3 separate regions of the Mus musculus genome follow, and regions 1 and 3 are each linked to region 2. Evidence: chromatin contacts called from public HiChIP or PLAC-seq data. All regions are on one chromosome and are shown on one strand. The core of a region is the stretch at or near the end of the contact, and the rest is flanking DNA. Distances in the headings are between cores, read along the strand shown.

Region 1 (2,779 bases), core at 79-2,578, 110 kb after region 2:
CAGTCAAAGGTAGACTGGGTTTTCCCACCTCAATTAACCTAGTCAAGACAATTCCCCACAGACATGACTGATGTAGACAAGCCCTCCTTCAGACTCTCTTCTGTGGTTGCTTGCTAGGCTGTGTCATATGGCAATTAAACTAACCATTGCCCCTTCCAAATAAAACAACCCTCCCTTCCCAAAGCCATCGCTGTTTCTCTTGAGTCCCAGCCGCTGTGCCTCCCACCTACTCATCCAAGAACAAGCAACACTTGAGGCTGGAGCAACAACTCAGGTGTTAAGAACACATGTTGCTCTAGCAGAGAACCCAGGTTCAGTTGCCAGCACACACATGGTGGCTCACAACCATGTAACTCCAATAATTCCATAATTCCGGTTCCAGGGATCCAACGCTCTTTTCTGATTTTGAAAGGTACCAGTCAAACACATTGGTCACATACATACATGCAGGCAAAATACTCATATACCAGAAAAACCAATAAACACAGCTGCCTCAAACCCCCAGGAACAGGTTCCTTATAACCAATGCCCACAGGTGGAGTGTGGAGGGGGCCATGCTGGGGAACACTGTGTCCCACCCTCACCCTCAGGTACCTACAGAACTGGCCACACTACTCTTGACTTGAGATATTTCTCTCCTTATCCTCTCGTTTTATCTGAGCGCTGTACTAGCTAACAAACAGTAGGGTGCAGATCTACTTGTGGGTAGGGAAATCCTACTGCAGTTTCTGGAAACTTCTCCTTAACTCCCTCCTGGCAGCGTTTGGGGGTCGCTGGGAAAGATTTGGTCCAGCAGAAAGACCCACTCAGGAAAAACGTCTGCAGTGGTGGTGGTGGTGGGGGGGTTTCACACACACACACACACACACACACACACACACACACACACACACACACACACACACCTGAGAGTCAAGAGCAAGAGTGCAGGAGAAATAACTGTTTTCTCTCCAACTGGGAGTAGAGGGCATATATTCCCAAAGCATGATCTAGGAGACTGAATTGTAATGGGCAAGGGATGGGACAGAGGGTCGCCTCGCCCTCCCCTTCAAGAAACCCGGGGCGGAGCTATGAAAAACGACCCACTGGCAAGAGGGGAGATAGGCTGAGGCAGCTCTGTTCCCTCTGTCCCCGCGTCTCCCGGCACCCGGCGGCCGCGGGGGAGGCAGGCGCTGCGCGGCTCCGGTCCATGTGGGGAGTCACCGCCCCCTGGTCCGGGTGCACCCGGCCCTAGCGCCCCCACCTCGCCGCCGCCGGCCTCGCCCCCGCCGCGCGCGCCCCGCCCGCCTCCCCCGTTGCCGTGGCAACCCCGGGAGCCTCCAGGCGCGCGCTCGTCCGCGGGAGCGCTCTACAGCAGCGGCGGCGGCAGCTCCGGCTTGAGCCGCGCGCGCTGCGACCTCACTCAGAGCCCGCGCATTGCCCCCGGCTGGGCCCTGGGCCCCCCGCGCGGCTCCCCACCAGCCCCTGAGCCTACCCGGTCGCTGGTCCCCATGGAGCTGCTGGCTGCAGCCTTCAGCGCCGCCTGCGCCGTGGACCACGACAGCTCCACCTCGGAGAGCGACACGCGCGACTCGGCGGCGGGACACCTGCCGGGCAGGTGAGGACCCGCTGTATCCCGGCCCCCGCGCAATGTCCCCACGTACTCCCTCACACTCGCTCCCTAGGCGATGATCTCGGACCCCTGCGGCCTATCCGGGTCCTCGGCCCCCGGGCTCCTGCTGCCCCCCACTAACTCTAATCCGACGGACCTTCCCCCTGGGAGAGCCGTGCGTCCTGTTCCAGGTCACTAGCACCCAGTCCCAGCGTGGGATGGCCTCCTGCACCTTGTCCCTGGACGCCCAGAGTGTGCGCGTCCCGCCCTTCGCCCCTCTCTGCGCTCCCAGTCTCTGGAACTGGAGGACAGAGCCTCGAGTGGGGCCAGGGGGCACGGGACGGCTAAGGGAGTGGGGTGGCAGCGGGCTGGCAGGACCCGTTGGGGCGGCCTTCCGCGCTGTGCAGCGGCTAGGGTACGCCAACTTTCCGACGCCTGTCCGCGAGCTCGAAAAACATGAAGGTTTGGGCGGACTGGTGTAGGAGTGAATCACCCCGTCGCGCCCTGGTATGGTGACAAAAAGGGTTTGTCGGGCTCGCCCGGTCCGGACACGTGGCGGCCACTGTGGCCCCCCTTGGCTTGGAAGCTCTTAGGGGCAGTACCCTCCAGGCAGCAGCCGCTTGTGCTGACCGACAGTCGCCTCTTGCGATCTAGCCAAGGTGTGTCGTTGCTTAAAAATAAACAGCCGTCGCTCTCCTCCTTCTCTTGCAGCGAGTCATCCTCCACCCCTGGAAATGGAACCACACCCGAGGAGTGCCCAGCCCTCACCGACAGCCCCACCACTCTCACGGAGGCCCTGCAGATGATCCATCCCATTCCCGCCGACTCCTGGAGAAACCTCATTGAACAAATAGGTGGGTCCAGGGCAGGCAGCGACTCGTTTGGACCATGAGAGCCTGGTGGCTTCCAGGGGACCCTGGCTGCTGGGCTGACTGGCATGCGGCTTTTGACATGACTAGTTCTAATGGTTTCCTAGGCAGAACTGCCGAGTTTTATTAGTGCTGCACCACTGAGCTAATTTAGCTGGGATTGTGGTGTGTTTGTGAGACTGAGTCTCACACTGCAACCCTGGCTGGCCTGGAATTTACTCAGTAGCCCAGGCTAGCCTGGACCTCACCTCCTGCCTGAGAACTTGAGTTCCAGGGTTATGAGCTTGAGACTCTATGCTGGGCTTTAGCAGTGGGTATT
Region 2 (2,778 bases), core at 46-2,545:
ACCCACTTCCCTCCTGCATGAAGATTGGGGGGGGGGCAGCTAGCTGCTCTGAAAGATCTTTCTCTCAGTCCAGGGACAATCTATCAGATGGTACCTGTGCTGTTCAAGTAGGCACACCCTTCCTGACAGTGTTCCTGCCCTGCTCCAGCCTGAAGCCTGGACAGGGTCTGACCACAGGACTATAGGGGTGGCGGCCTTCCTCAGAAGACGCTAGACGGACGGAGTGTTAAAAAGGAACCTTCAGCAAGTGGCTGTTTCCTCTGTTGTTAGGATAACCAGCATATTCAGCAACATCTTCACACTGGGCTGTGGGGGGGTACCAACGGGGGCAGAGACCTGGATAGGGAGGGACATAGCTGAGTGCAAGGAGGGACAGAGACCTACTCAGAGAGCAGCTCTGTGGCTTCCTGTGTCCTTGCAGCCTAGAGTAAAATGTGTACACGAGGAATCCTATCCTGATTAAATGCACCCCGGACTCAGCTCCCCAAATAGAATTAGCTCTAAGACCACATACTAGCAGGGTGGAGGAGGGGACCCTTTTGCCAAGGTTGCCCTTCACTGAGTCCCTGACTGACGCTTGAGCTGACCAAAATGCATTCCAATACACCCTCCACCAGAGAGGCCTGAGTTTCTTCCTGACTCTGTCCCTGCTCCTGCCACAGGAACTCACGGAGACCCCTGGCACCACAGGTCATGGAGGGCTGCAGTATAGGGGAGGCCCAGAGTCACTCAGAGAGCCCTAGCACCACACAAGCCTGTCATGACACAGGCTCCCTGAACTCGAACGCCAAGGTCCAAAGTGGGCCTCAGATGCTGCCCCCCCTTCTCCCCTCCCCACAGGGCAACGAAGTGCCAGTCACGTCCCACCATCCTATGACATAAACCTAACTCAAACTCCCATTACAGGGGTTCCCCCTTTGGATCCACACCTCAGTGGTCCCTGGATCTGACAGTTGGGAGGAGACGGGTACTCACAGCACGCAGAGTGCGTAGGCCCGGGGGATGGACTCGCTGGCACGCACAAGGAAGCTCCCGTCCTTGCCGGCTCTGGAAAGTAGCTCCTCTGCCTTGGAGCGGGTGATGTTGCCATGGTTCCACCCAGGGACCATGGCAGGCATGGGTCTCCTGGACTGGGTCAGCAGCCACTCCCAGGACGGACACTCCAGCAAAGTAGTTCAGGGCCCTCTCTAGGCTGAGACCTGCCGCCTGTTGCCTCTCAGAAATTGCCTCTGCTGCTCCTACCAGCTTAACTGACTGACTTCCTGTTTCAGGCACTCAGCGAGGGAGAGGAAACTGAGCTGCACAGAACTTCCTCATTATAGAAACCAAGTGGGGGGGGGGCATCATCTACCTTCCCACCCAGCCAGCACTGGCTGCCTGCTCCACCCTCTCACTCACTGGCTCTCTATTTCCCCTGAATGGGACCTAACCTCCAGAAGCGTCCATTATCAGCCGAAGTTCCACACGAGGGACGCAAGGGCTCTTTTAGCGTCAGGTTTCATGGCTGACTTCTCAAGCCTGGCCCAACATTTGTGAATAGGCCAAAGGCATGGCTCTCAGAAACCTTTGCTGATGTCCACAAGGGTGGTCACAGTTTTCCCCAGCGCCACCCAGCATACTTGTGATGGTGAGCTTTAACTGTCAACTTGACACAACATAGGATTGCCCAGGAAGAGAATCTCCATGAGGGAACGTCTGCATTGGGCTAGCCTGTGGATACATCTGTAGGGGTTGTTTTAATGAAGCTAGTTGATGTCAGAAGACCCAGCCCACTGTGAGCAACACTATTCCCTAGCTAAAACAGTCTGGTTTGGCCCCTCTGGACCTCTGCTGGGCACCTGGGGCTCACGGAAGGGCTTACATGTCCCTATGGTGCAAGCTGGCCACTTTGGTGATATATGTTACCGCGTTCTGCACTGCAGAAGCCCAAATGGCCAGTCAGGCTATTCCCTCTGTGGCTAGACATGGCTATGTTTGCTCACCCCTTAAAGGTCACCGTTCAGTACTAGCTGAGTTCTGCAGGTACTAAGGTAGCCACTGTCCCTTTGATCCCAGAGCTGGGTGACCTTGTTCCTCAGGCCAGGCCCACCAAGGGAAGTGCTGGCTTACGGCAGAAGTGGTGATTGTTCACTCCTTCATCTGAACCTTGTCACGTTAGATGTGACAACAGACCTAAGCCAGGCACCCCCCTACACACACATGCACGCACATACTGGAGCTTGGTTGAGCTTATCGCTCTCAGCCTCAGTTTTCTTTAGACTGCAGGGTGTAATTCAGAAAGGAGCTCTGGTGTGTGGAGGACATGGGAGCTGTGTTGATGTCATCCATGGCAGGAGCTTGGGGCCTGCAGGGCACAGCTGGTGGGAAATCTGAGAGTGGGTAGAGTACTCCAGCCAGGTCCTGAGCCAGAGGGAGGGGACATGGTCTCGACAAGAGCTCACGTCTACATTCTGATTTTGCCACCTGGAGGCTGAAGATGTTAACTCTAACTCTACAAGGGACCCTTCATGGAGTCCTCTCAAGTTCACAGTACCCCATGCAGCCCTCCTTAGGAAATCTCTGTCTAACACATTGTCTTAGTCAGGGTTTCTATTCCTGCACAAACATCATGACCAAGAAGCAAGTTGGGGAGGAAAGGGTTTATTCGGCTTACACTTCCATACTGCTGTTCATCACCAAAGGAAGTCAGGACTGGAACTCAAGCAGGTCAGGAAGCAGGAGCTGATGCAGAGGCCATGGAGGGATGTTCTTCATTGGCTTGCCTCACCTGGCTTGCTC
Region 3 (2,713 bases), core at 134-2,633, 120 kb before region 2:
AACCAGTTGCAGAAACGAGGATTATAAGTAATATGAATGCCCATTGTAAATTTACTAATGCGTTTGCGATTGTACGAGGGATAGTTTTATCATGTTAGGCGTATTTACAACCTTGTTATTGTTTCATGTGAACATGAGATATTATTTGTGTCAAGTTGACAAGGGGTGGATTGTAGTGGCTATTCCTGGTTGTCAACTTGACAATATTTGAAATGAACTACAATCCGGAATTGGAAGGCTCACCAGTGACCCTTATCTGGAGGCTTGGAGATCCTTATCTGGATCTTGGTTTGAAGATCTTGAGCCATAGTGGCTATGGATTCCAGAAGATTGAATCTCCGAGTTTAAGGAACACACCTTTAATCTGGGCTACGCCTTTCATCTGGGATTAAAGGTGTGGTGGAACACACCTTTAATCTGGGCTACACCTTCTGCTGGAGACAATATAAGGACATTGGAAGAAGGGAGTCTAGCTCTTGCTATTGCTCCTTCGCCTGCTTGCTTCGTGAGACTGAGTAACTGCTAGATCCTTGGACTTCCATTCACAGCTGCGACTGAACCATTGTTGGGAATTGGGCTGCCGACTGTAAGTCATCAATAAATTCCTTTACTATTTAGAAATTATCCATAAGTTCTGTGACTCTAGAGAACCCTGACTAATACAGCTGTTTCCCTTCCCTTTGCTTGTGTCCTATTAGTTTTGTTACTCATTCCTCCTATCCACGTGGTAAATCAATGGCTCCCCTAATAGAGCCTGATCTTTGGCTCTTAACAACCAGTGTGGCAAGAAGGTGGGCCAATCTTCCTTGAGGGTTCATTTGGAGAGGTGGGCGTCTTCCCAAAGGGACTTGTAGAGCATCCCTTCTTGGCCTGCCCAGCTCTCCTTCTTCTACCCTTTTGGCAACAGCCTCTTCTTTCCTGGTTGCATGCATGGTCTGGATTATTGTTGGGGTTTTCTTCTTACCTGCCACTACTACACCAGGCAAGCCCCAGGGCTAGGTAGACAACTTGGCAGTCACCAAGCCAGTTCTTTCTTCTTGCAAGTAATGACCACGATTGTCCTGCTGCTCAGTTCTCTAGGATTCTGTGTAAGCATTCATCTATGTCTAAAGCTCAGGAGTTTCTGGAGCTGAGATCACATGAATTTTGAGTAAGTCACATTCTGTTTTAAATGATAGTATTTGCTGGTAAGATACTGATTTTTTTTAAAAAAATTGTAAACTGAAGGTTATAATTAGAAAGATTAGAATAACCTAGAATATTAGAAAATACTGTTGTTGCCATATGTTGAAGCTATTTTTTCTTTTCCTAAACAGAAAATGAAGGGACACCATTTCAAAACGGGCTGTTCAAATGAGTCATGAGATATTTATAGCTCCACAGGGTGTCTCACCAACACTGCACTCTCGTGTGGCAGAACCAGAAAGTGCAGCAGCAGGAGAATATTCAACAAATGAATATTGAAATATCATATGCCGTAAGATATGGTTTTTTGCTTAGCGGTCAAGTTGACATTTGTCTTTAATGAGACTCAGAGTTAAGACAGTGATTTGTTGAGATGCTTTGCAAATCACCGTGCACAATATGACAGTTACTCTTGATTGCTGGGCAGCAGAGATAACTCAGTTAAGTGCTGACACTTAAGCCTGAGGTTTCAGAGTTTGGAACCCTAGACTATGCAAAATAGCTGGATATATGGTATGTGTGTAAAACCCAAGAGCTAGAGTTAAGGGCATGGGGCAGGGGGGTGGGGCAGAAGGGCACAAATGGATCCTGAAGCTCATTGGCCAACTAGTATTGCCATCATAAGGTGAACGCATGGCTCACTGAGAGCTCTGTCTCAAAAAATAAGGTACAGGATGATAAAAGACATGCACGGTTGACCTCTAGTTTTTGTATGCCCACATACACATGTGCGCCTTGTACCACAAGTGCACATGTATTAACGGCATCCTGTCCCTCCTCCCCGCCCCCAGACTTGATTGTCAGCCTGACTGGATTGAGAGATGCCTAGATTAGCAAAGAACAATTCTGAATGTGTCCATGAGGGCTTTCCAGAGAGAATTAAGTAATGGATAAAGACCTTCCTTGAATGTGGGTGGCACTATCCAGTGAGTTGGGGGCCTAGATGGAGTAAGTGGGAGTTCGCAGGAGGAGGAGGTGAGACAACCAAGGACACACTCAGATGCCTGTTCCTATGGTGTGAGTGTCATAGGTCTGTCAAAACCTCTGTGACATCACTTGCTCAAATCTCAACCCAACAATAAAGCTTGTCCTCCTTAAATGGTTTCAGGTGTCTGTCACATGGATGAAATCTGATGATACTCAACGACGAGGAGAAGTCTAGGCAAACAGCATCCTGCAGGGATGAGGCCAATGATGGCTATTCTTCCACCAGGTAGACTTTATATCCTGACCATTTAAAATTTTTTAATTTAGTTGGGGCATGGTGGCATACATGTTTAATCCCAGCACTCAAAAGGCAGAGACTGGTGAATCTCTGAGTTTGAAACCAGCTTGGTTCTCAATGCAAGTTCCAGGACAGCCAGGACTACACAGAGAAACCTAGTGTCAAAAAACTTAAAAAAAAAAATTAAAGGCCACTCCACCTTGTGCCGAGGGCAGTGCCCAGGCACCACAACAATGGTAATGAAGAGATGGCAAAGACAGAAAACAACATTACATGCGCTGTGGAGAGAGGCAGAACTGGAGA

What was found. HiChIP or PLAC-seq counts read pairs in DNA pulled down with a chosen protein or histone mark.
Region 1: an H3K27ac HiChIP or PLAC-seq map of thymic regulatory T cells shows a contact between it and region 2, with 4 times the contacts expected there. The contact joins the promoter of Ngef here to the promoter of Inpp5d in region 2. A contact is called at or near these places in 6 of 39 promoter capture datasets (embryonic stem cells, hippocampal neurons, liver and 1 more), 1 of 484 Hi-C or Micro-C datasets (the C2C12 cell line), 14 of 115 datasets of contacts at active chromatin or transcription factors (VIP interneurons, acute myeloid leukemia, astrocytes and 11 more) and 4 of 9 other capture datasets (adipose tissue, embryonic stem cells, macrophages and 1 more).
Region 3: a contact with region 2 is called in an H3K27ac HiChIP or PLAC-seq map of the HPC-7 cell line, with 5 times the contacts expected there. The contact joins the enhancer-like site here to the promoter of Inpp5d in region 2. A contact is called at or near these places in 2 of 39 promoter capture datasets (the 3T3-L1 cell line and hippocampal neurons), 1 of 484 Hi-C or Micro-C datasets (cerebral cortex), 4 of 115 datasets of contacts at active chromatin or transcription factors (the HPC-7 cell line, acute myeloid leukemia, double positive thymocytes and 1 more) and 2 of 9 other capture datasets (embryonic stem cells and pancreatic islet).

Annotation. Positions count from the first base shown.
Region 1 is chr1:87,508,911-87,511,689 of GRCm38.p6, reverse strand. It overlaps Ngef (neuronal guanine nucleotide exchange factor), which reads left to right and starts at 1,328. Exons shown (of 13, transcript NM_019867.2): 1 at 1,328-1,597; 2 at 2,303-2,445. The coding sequence starts at 1,491.
Region 2 is chr1:87,618,829-87,621,606 of GRCm38.p6, reverse strand. Inpp5d (inositol polyphosphate-5-phosphatase D) reads right to left here and starts at 1,295. Exons shown (of 27, transcript NM_010566.3): 1 at 976-1,295. The coding sequence starts at 1,118.
Region 3 is chr1:87,739,466-87,742,178 of GRCm38.p6, reverse strand. It overlaps Gm33517 (predicted gene, 33517), which reads left to right. Exons shown (of 4, transcript NR_157047.1): 2 at 1,317-1,477; 3 at 2,294-2,398. Among named protein-coding and RNA genes, the nearest start is that of Gm33517, 15 kb to the left of the region's middle. Within about 2 kb of position 1,383, at least 22 of the 459 cell types and tissues checked have an H3K27ac peak or open chromatin away from gene starts, as enhancers often do. A contact at or near this core is called in the HPC-7 cell line, where this site is marked.